Regions from separate parts of the Zea mays genome. Here region 1 is linked to region 2. The links are chromatin contacts, called in public Hi-C maps. All regions are on one chromosome and are shown on one strand. Each heading gives the region's core, a stretch centred on a gene start, on an enhancer-like site or on the middle of the called end of the contact. The rest is flanking DNA. Distances are from core to core; before and after follow the strand shown.

Region 1 (4,702 bases), core at 1,266-3,765, 250 kb before region 2:
TACGTGGGAGGTTGAGCTTTAGGTGGATGATGAGCCGGACGGTGTGACGGCACCGTTGTCGGATGCGGTGCCCATAACAACCCGATAGTCATCGGCGTTGGCGACGACCATGAGGTCTCCCTATTTGAAGATGGACAGCGCGATGCAGCCGCTCTGGACCGCGTCCAAGCGGTGGCTGCGCCGGAGCTTGCCGAACACAGCGACGCATGTGGCCACGTAATACTGCTTCCAGAGGTCGAACTGGCAGTCGCCAAGCTTCTTCTCGTCGTCGATGAGCGACGCCAACGCGAGCGCCTCCTGCCAGTGGTGTTTGTTCGGGGTTTCCAAGTAAGAAACATGGATTCATCTTTGGCGTTGGTTTATGAAAATGACTCACAAGTTAGATCCATGGAAAAATATTACGGAGAATAAATGTCACACATATAAAAAAGAATTTAAGTTGAAAACATTATTCAAACAAAAGAAATTGCATGCAAGGCTCTTCTTTAAATACTACTCCCTCCATCCAAAAATATAATTCAGGAATCTCGTTGATAATTATCTACTACTACACATTATGCAAAGGTAGCATGTGGGCTTTGAGAGAGATGTAGTAGATATTTTTACTGTAACAGATATTGACATAAACACACATGTGGTGTAGTGGTAGCTACGAGCACATTTGCTTGAGAGGTCACAGGTTTGAATCCCATTGGGGCCACATTTGTGTTTTTTTATTTAATTTTAGCTAGGCGTGGGATGCACGGGGAGGGGGGAGAGGGTAATGGGAATGACAGAACACGGAATGACAACCGGGAATGAGAATGGGAAGACAGTGCGGGGAGGGGGGAATGGAAATGGCAGAACACAGAATGGCAGCCTACCCCTTACCGCCTTAATAAGTAGTAGAGATAATTTGAATATGAATATATAGATAGATAAACTGCTGGAGATAGTCTTATGACGCAATATGGCACATGATGTACTCTAACAAAATTATTTTTATAGGTATTGTATTTGTTTTTCATAGACGTGATGAAGATGTATTTGTAACTTAGTGGTGATGTTATATTTAAAACATTAGATCCTAAGTTCAAACAAAACCACGAGTAAAGCATTGTCTGGTGTGGGCTATGGTGCTTGGAACCGGGTTGGGTATACTTGGGGCCTGTTTCGGCTTCTAGCGCCGTCAGAATCGGTTTTAGGCCGCTAAACACTTCACTTCTCATTCCGTTTATATGAGAATCGTTTTTTAGAAAATTGTTGTATCGTGTTTCAAAAACCGAAGGACAATGAGATATATGTTCGTGGAGATATTAGCGCAAACTCACTCCGAATGGTAAATTGCTGGGATTTGAGCATAGAGTTTGGAACAGAGAGATTATACTGTTTCAAGCTTGCGCCTTAGTCCACTTCAGTTAAGACTTGTTCTCTACTAGCAAGAGGGCGATCTATCGCCCCGGGTTGAGGTAGCGTTCCTGACGTCGTTCATAGTGTCGTGTGTAGCCGTACTTCCGGTATGGGGGTACCACCTTATTTGTTCGTCGTACAAATTCTTGTAGTGAGTCCGTTGTTGATGTCCTTGTAGTAGTGCGTGGTGGGTCCCATGGATTTTTCTCATGGTGGGATCGTGTGTTGCACGACTCTTTCTGCCGTCATGAGCCCTGCATCACCTGCTGGTGTGTAGGCATATACTCGGTATAGTGCACTGTCCCGTCTTTTCTGGTACACGGGGCACTATACAGACTCCGGTGCTGAGGTTCTTCCACGACTAAGGTTGACTTACCCCATAGGGCAGTGGGGACACGTCTGAGACCGTACGTGGGGCGTACAGTTGTGTCGATAGTCCTCCCGATGGCCCTTTGGTATGCTGCACATATGTTCAAACGTGGCATGTTGATGACACGTCTTGTCGTAGATGACGCGGGATAATTTTACTTGGACTGGGACCTCCGCCTCGTCGAGTTGTTTGGCTAGGACTTGATCGACCGCTCTGCCTTGCAGGCTTGCTCGGGGGGACTTGATCGACCGCTCTATTTCGTAGGCTTGCTCGGTGTGGACTTAGTCGGTCGTCCGCCATGTAGGCATGCATGCTCGACGAGGACTTGTTTGGTCGCTCTGCCTTGTAGGTTTGCTCGACGGGGACTTGGTCAGTCGCTCCTTGTAGGGCTGTCCGGCAGAGGATCTGATCGACAAACGAGCCGAAATGAGGTTATGGACCTATTTCAGGTACCATGTTTCCAAGTACCCGACAACAATTCGTGAGTCTTCGTGTAACTAGAGTTGTGTAGAGGCTTTTCCTTAAGGTCCGAATCCTCGGTGCACGCAAACGCATAGGTTAGATGTAGCCCTAAGCCCTCAAGTCTATACTATACTTAAAGCACCAGTTTCAACGGTCGTCGTGCGTCAAAATTTTACAAAAACCCCCTTTCCATTTATTCTAAATCAGCCTACAGTTGTCACGTCGTTCACGAACGTGATGCCTCCTCTCACACACGTATACTCTCTGACTATGTCCTCCGCGCAAAATGGAAGCAACAAACCAACCGCTTCATCAGTGACCTAACAAACAATCCGTCGTGGCTATCCGCGCGCAATGGAAGCAACAAACCTTCGTACCATCAGTGAACTAACAAAGAATCCGCTATGGCTATCGGATAAGCCTTATCTTCTCCAACAAACAACAAATAAATCCCGCCATAACATGCATGACGATCGTGCTCGCCAAAGTGATCCGTGTCTTCTACCCGCTCGCCGACATGCTCCGCCAGGACGACGCCTACCGACTCGACGGCCGCATCCACCAGGACGACACCGATGGCGGCGCTCTCACCGTCGAGAACGACGAGGGCGTGGAGGTCTTCGAGGGCGAAGCCGAGGCCGAGCGCGTCTCCTTCCACCCGCTCGTCGGTCGCATCCTCCAGGACGAACGGCGACGCGCTCGCCGTCGAGGGCGACGAGGGCGTGGACTTCTTTGAAGGCAGGCAAGCGGCGGCAATTGCTGTCGCGGGCGACCATGCAGCGCAACTGGAGAAGGCCGATCTAGCCGCCGCGATGATGCTCCTCCTCCTCGACGCTACCTCGCTCCGCTACTCGCCCGCCGCGCTGGTAGCCGCGCACGAGAGGTTGTGGGCCTGCAGGGTCTCCATCGCCGTACGCACGAGAGGTTTGCTAATATTGTGAGAGCGAAAGAAATTATCCAACTTTAGACATCAGCAAAGCCATGTTCATATATTTTTCATTTCAATGTTATGTGTGCAATTACATTTATTCATCTACTCATTCTTACATGCATATTTATGTAGTAAAACTGGAATAGTGTTCATATCAACTTAGCTTAGGAACATACATGAATTATTTGTACTACAAACCGAACTATAGGTTGTATATACTTTCGTGCCTATACCATTAGTGAGGGAAGTAGCGTGCACGGTCGTACTACCATCTTCGTGCATTGTTTTGGGGTTTCAACTCTGTCATGTTCTCTTATTAACTAATCTGTTGTTCTTTTGTTTCAAGTGCCCACACGCAGAGATTTCACAAGCGTTTTTATGCGGTTTCAGATGTTGATGAGTGTCATTAATATGACCAGCGTTTTTAGGCGTTGCTGAAAGAAAAAAAATAAGGCAGCAATGTTGGGTCATTAATATGCAGATTCTTGCATATAGAATCATATTATATTGAATGTCTCTCCTACTTAGAGTAAAACTAATTGCTTCTTGCATATAGACTCATATTATAATAGATTTCAAATCATCATGTGAATAGTATGCAAGATCTTTGCTATCTACTGTAGACTGTAGTATGTGACAATGTAGGCATGGTCCTGTTCCTTGTTTCTGTACAGTTTCTACCATGTTCTTGCCTCCATTTATGGAACGAAACTTGCCTGAGTATGGCCACAAGCCATATAAAATTTTACTCTCGTGAGTACTTAATACTTATGAAAATAAATTCAAAGGGTGAATCTCATGATACTTTGAACAATTATATTGTGAAAATAAATTCAATGATGTACCTAATGATATTTATTTGGTAATGAACTGACGGAAACAATTTGACAAGATTATATATAACATACTAATATACATCAGTACATACCAGATTACCAGCTAATAATCAATTGATCTAAGACAATCTAGACAATGTAGGTGTGAACTAAGATTGATTTATAGAGTCACTCATTATATATGATTGTGTGTTATTGTTCCTGTGCGCCGTCGTATCGCACGGGCACAGTACTAGTAATCATGTATGGATCGCTTGGGGGGTTTATTCCGCGTGCGTGTAGTTTAGGTGCGGATCGTTTCTACGATGGTCGTCACGCGCTGATTGTGAGTCCATCATTATTGGTTTTCTGTTAAAACCGAATTCCGGGTACGCCCAAGCGTATTTGTCAGATGTAGGCTCCGAGACCCTCGAGCAATTCATGTGGAATAAACCGATCCAACGCGTCTGATCAAGGGTCACGGCTAATTCGACTCAAACCGGCACTATGCATGGGTCTAAAAAATGATCAATGAATAGGCGCGTCGCCACAGAAGCGAGCAAAAAAAGCAACAGCGACGCGGGGCAGTGGAGCGGTTAAAAATCCGCCGGGCATCGGCCGCCTCCTACCCCCTCTAGTCCACCCTGTCCCCGGACAGGCAGCGTCGGAGCGCCGGCGTTGCCAACGCCAACGCGGAGGCGAGACGATCGGGAAGGAGGGGAGCAGAGGAAGGAT
Region 2 (4,352 bases), core at 1,610-4,109:
ACGCGCGGACCGTCCACCCCCCAGGCGCGGACCGTCCGGACCGCGGACAGTCCGGCCTCAGGGCCGGACCGTCCGTCCTGCTCAAAATGGGCTCCAACACTCCTCATGCCTCGAGGCACCTAACGGTGCCCTTGAGGCCCCTCATTCTCTAAGGCACTTAGGAGTATAAGCCCTTTGGGTCCCTCTCGCCTCAGAATATTCAACAGTACGATGGCCCCTCATGTCTAGAGGCACCTATGAATATAAGTCTTAGGGGTCTCTTATGTCTTAGAGCATCTAATGATGTAAGCCCTCGAAGCCTCTCGTGCCTCTGAGGTACCTATGAATATAAGCCTTAGGGGTCTCTTATGTCTTAGAGCACCTAACGGTGTAAGCCCTCAAAGCCTCTAGTGCCTTTGAGGCACCTAGGAGTATAAACTTTTGTGGTCTCTCATGCATTTGAACACCTAACAGTATAAGCCTCTGTGGCCCCTCATGTTTTAGGGTGTTTTTAGTATAGGCTTTTAGGAGAAGATATTTAAAGATAAATAGAAAGTATGAATAGGAGGATTTGAGAGAGAACCGTTGGAATTCATGTGAGATATGAGGGTCTTGAGACAACGTGCATGCTTATGGTGTTGGGAAGTTGGGACTATGTCTGTGGAGTGGCCGAGCAGGTAGATAATAAAGGGATACAAGTGGCAGCATCGAGACAATTGCATTTTTAGGAATACAAACAATGCGCTTCACAAATAATGCCATCCCACATATTTGCTTCGGCAAAAATGGGATTATAAACGTCTTTTAATTGATTAAGCTGCCATTTAGTATCTTATCTTCTTTTTCTAATATAATCTCATGTATTTTGTTCCTTATGAGGCACTTTTGGCCCTCACGGAAGCCAGCAGGATGCATGACACTTTTGCCCCTCACGGTGGATTCATCTTTTATGGCTACTTTGGTAACTCTATTCTTTAGAATTGATTCCTATTTTTCAAGGGAAGATGAACTAATATCCTTAAAAAATGGAAATCTCTTAAAAAAAGTAGGGTTGTCAATCTAGCACTTTGGGGTCAGTTCTTAGACATTGTTATTTGATCCATCTTACTTGAAGCTTTTCACTTGTGCGCTGCTTTCAACACTAAGGGGCATCTAAAGTACTGCTCGATCTAACAACTGGTACGTGAGATTGTGACTGGCATAAGGATGTACTCGTATGTGAGATTATTATCTAGGTTGTGCCAGCAGCATACTTTATAACTTTGCTCAGCTTTTGCTGGTATATAAGTAATACCGTATGTTAATTAATACTAGTGCACTTGGACGGAAAGGTCGCAAATCATGGAAGTGGGACCTGGCCACTGCATTTCTCTGCCCATTATTTTATTTGGGATGTGGCCAAGCAGAAAGTTTGTGCGATTGATTGGCTTGGTCCGATTTGTTCGATTATAATTGTTTGTTCTTTTGGTGCGCATTGCCCCCCCCCTCTCTCTCTCTCTCTCTCTCTCTCTCTCTCTCTCTCTCTCTCTCTCTCTCTCTCTCTCTCTCTATCTCTCTCTCTCTCTCTCTCTCTCTCTCTCTCTCTCTCTCTCTCTCTCTCTCTCTCTCTCTCTCTCTCTCTCTCTCTCTCTCTCTCTCTCTCTCTCTCTCTCTCTCTCTCTCTCTCTCTCTCTCTCTCTCTCTCTCTCTCTCTCTCTCTCTCTCTCTCTCTCTCTCTCTCTCTCTCTCTCTCTCTCTCTCTCTCTCTCTCTCTCTCTCTCTCTCTCTCTCTCTCTCTCTCTCTCTCTCTCTCTCTCTCTCTCTCTCTCTCTCTCTCTCTCTCTCTCTCTCTCTCTCTCTCTCTCTCTCTCTCTCTCTCTCTCTCTCTCTCTCTCTCTCTCTCTCTCTCTCTCTCTCTCTCTCTCTCTCTCTCTCTCTCTCTCTCTCTCTCTCTCTCTCTCTCTCTCTCTCTCTCTCTCTCTCTCTCTCTCTCTCTCTCTCTCTCTCTCTCTCTCTCTCTCTCTCTCTCTCTCTCTCTCTCTCTCTCTCTCTCTCTCTCTCTCTCTCTCTCTCTCTCTCTCTCTCTCTCTCTCTCTCTCTCTCTCTCTCTCTCTCTCTCTCTCTCTCTCTCTCGGCCTCCTTTTCCTTCGAAAGGAACCGCTTATTGATACTACTGACAAGGCGGTTTTATTTTACTTTGCCACTACCACACTAGAATGTATTAGTCAAAGTATATCATCACTAGCTTGAACATAACGCGTTCTTGGTCAAAAGACTCTTCGCCATGCCCATGTCTGCAGACTGCAGACTATGCCTTCCAATTAATTTACATTTCCTGCAATACTAATAATCTCCAATGAGAAAAGTTGCACAGCTCAAATACCTAGGAATGTGAGCATTTACATCTACCATTTCCGTATTAGTACAGCTAGCGGTCTTAAAAAAATATATAAGATCTCAGCTGTCTAGTAAAATAAAAATTTGCTAAAAAGAGGTCGGATCTGAAAGTAGGTTTTCCATCCTCTCTCTCACTCACGGCTGACAGCCTAGAGAAAGAACCCCGTATTCGCCGTTGGACCGTACGTGCACACGCTTCGGCCTCATGCCTGAAGCGTACGAGAAAGAAACGGAGCCAGCTCCGTTCTCAGCCACAGCAAAGAACCACGCATGGTCTCTGCAGGCACAAAGAAAACGTGAGCGGATCCGGCCGGGGCACGCCGAGGTCCGATCCGAGCTCTGCGGTCGGTCGCGGCCGCGGTTAGGAAGGAAGAGCCGAGCCGAGCCGAGAACGTGTGCGGCATGCGTCCGCGTCCGTCCACAAATCACTCTCGCCCCCTCTCGGCGTCCCTGGACCGCGCGCTGCCAAAAGAAGAGGGGCCATGCGCCTGCCTGGTCGTTGCCGGAGAGCGAGTGCACAAAAACGTGCTTGCTAATGCGACTGCCCCCGCCTTTTTTCATGCTTCCGGTTCTCCGCATTTAGCCATGGTCGACGGAGCCCCGTCCGTCGTCGATCGATCGACCGACGGACTGACTCCTCGATCGCATCGTCCGGCGGTCGCCGACTCGTCGATCGACCCATGGACTGGACTCCTCGATCGGCGATTGCATTCTCCGGCGGCGCCGCCGGCCGCCGCCGACTCGCCGGACCAGGTAGCTGGGCGCGCGGCCGCTGGCGGAGGGCCGTACTCGGATTTTCTCTGTAGTTCGAGGCTGGCTGCGGCGAGCCAAGCAGCTGATCGACGACGACGACGACGACGACGCGTGCCTGGGAAACCGTCGATCGGCCGGCGCATCCGCCAAGAAGCCCATTGCTGCGCGCTTTCATCCTTCCGCTCCAAACAGGTAATTCGTGTTCTTTAATTAATATTATAACCCCCTTCCCGGAAAGTGGTTATTCATTCTCTTGTTTGATGCATGTCAGCAGCGTCGTCCTTCTAAACTCGTGTGCATGGATAAAAATTACCGACAGGGAATTTGAATATAGGGAAAACGTGCAATGTTTTGGGCTTTTAAATTGTTATGCCCAAACTATGTCTCGTACGTTACTGCTATCTCAGCATAGCTGCCATTTTTAAAGCCACGGCAAGACGTATTATATACCGCCTGCACTAATAAAACTGAAATCGAATAAAACTCGAGGGTATGAATAGACGCTCGGCAACAGAAGGTTGAGCTTGATGCTTCAACTTGTCACTTTGCCTCATGAAGAGCTAACGGCACTGCACATCACGGGACGACAGCGGAGGAGTGGGCGACGTACGAGATCCAGAGGGAGGAAGTAGGAATGGGCATTCGGTTAATATGGGTAATTCGGTTCGGTCTATTTGGTTTTTACAAAAATCGGGTTCTGCAAAATAGGAACCGAACCCGAACCCATAATTACAGGAACCGAACCCAAATAGACCAAAAAATTCGGTTCGGTCTATTCGGTTCCTATAGAACCCGAATAACACGAACTGGAGCGGGACACCGAAGCTAGAGCGGACGCCGGAGTTGGAGCTGGACCTGGGCGGGCGGGGGAAGCTGGAGCAGTAGCAGTAAGCCGGACGCCGGAGTTGGAGCTGGAGCGCAGCCGCGCCCACGGACCTGGGCGGGCGGGGGAAGCTGGAGCAGTAGCAGTAACAGTAAGCCGGACGCCGGAGTTGGAGCTGGAGCGCAGCCGCGCCCACGCAGGAGCAGCTCGCCGGTCGCCGGGATTAGTGGAGCCGACGCCGGGAGCAGTGGACGGCGGGCTGCGGCAGGCGGCGGCCGAGCAGTGGAGAGGATCTAGGGTTGGCTGCAGAGAGGAGCAGTGGACTGCGGTCGAGCAATGGAGAGGAGCAGTGAACTGCCGGCTGCTGTACAGGCGTATAGCGGTAGTGCGGTCAGGGAGACAGGGTCACAGGGAGGACCGG

Evidence for each region. Hi-C and Micro-C count contacts between places; a contact is called where the count stands out from the background.
Region 1: a Hi-C map of leaf shows a contact between it and region 2, with 5 times the contacts expected there. The contact joins the promoter of LOC103639325 here to the promoter of LOC103638597 in region 2. A contact is called at or near these places in 10 of 25 Hi-C or Micro-C datasets (bundle sheath, ear, leaf and 3 more) and 1 of 3 datasets of contacts at active chromatin or transcription factors (leaf).

What each region holds. Positions count from the first base shown.
Region 1 is chr9:146,919,422-146,924,123 of Zm-B73-REFERENCE-NAM-5.0, reverse strand. It overlaps LOC103639325 (putative serine/threonine-protein kinase), which reads left to right and starts at 2,515. Exons shown (of 7, transcript XM_008662086.4): 1 at 2,515-4,702.
Region 2 is chr9:146,668,854-146,673,205 of Zm-B73-REFERENCE-NAM-5.0, reverse strand. It overlaps LOC103638597 (coronatine-insensitive protein homolog 2), which reads left to right and starts at 2,859. Exons shown (of 3, transcript XM_020543912.2): 1 at 2,859-4,352.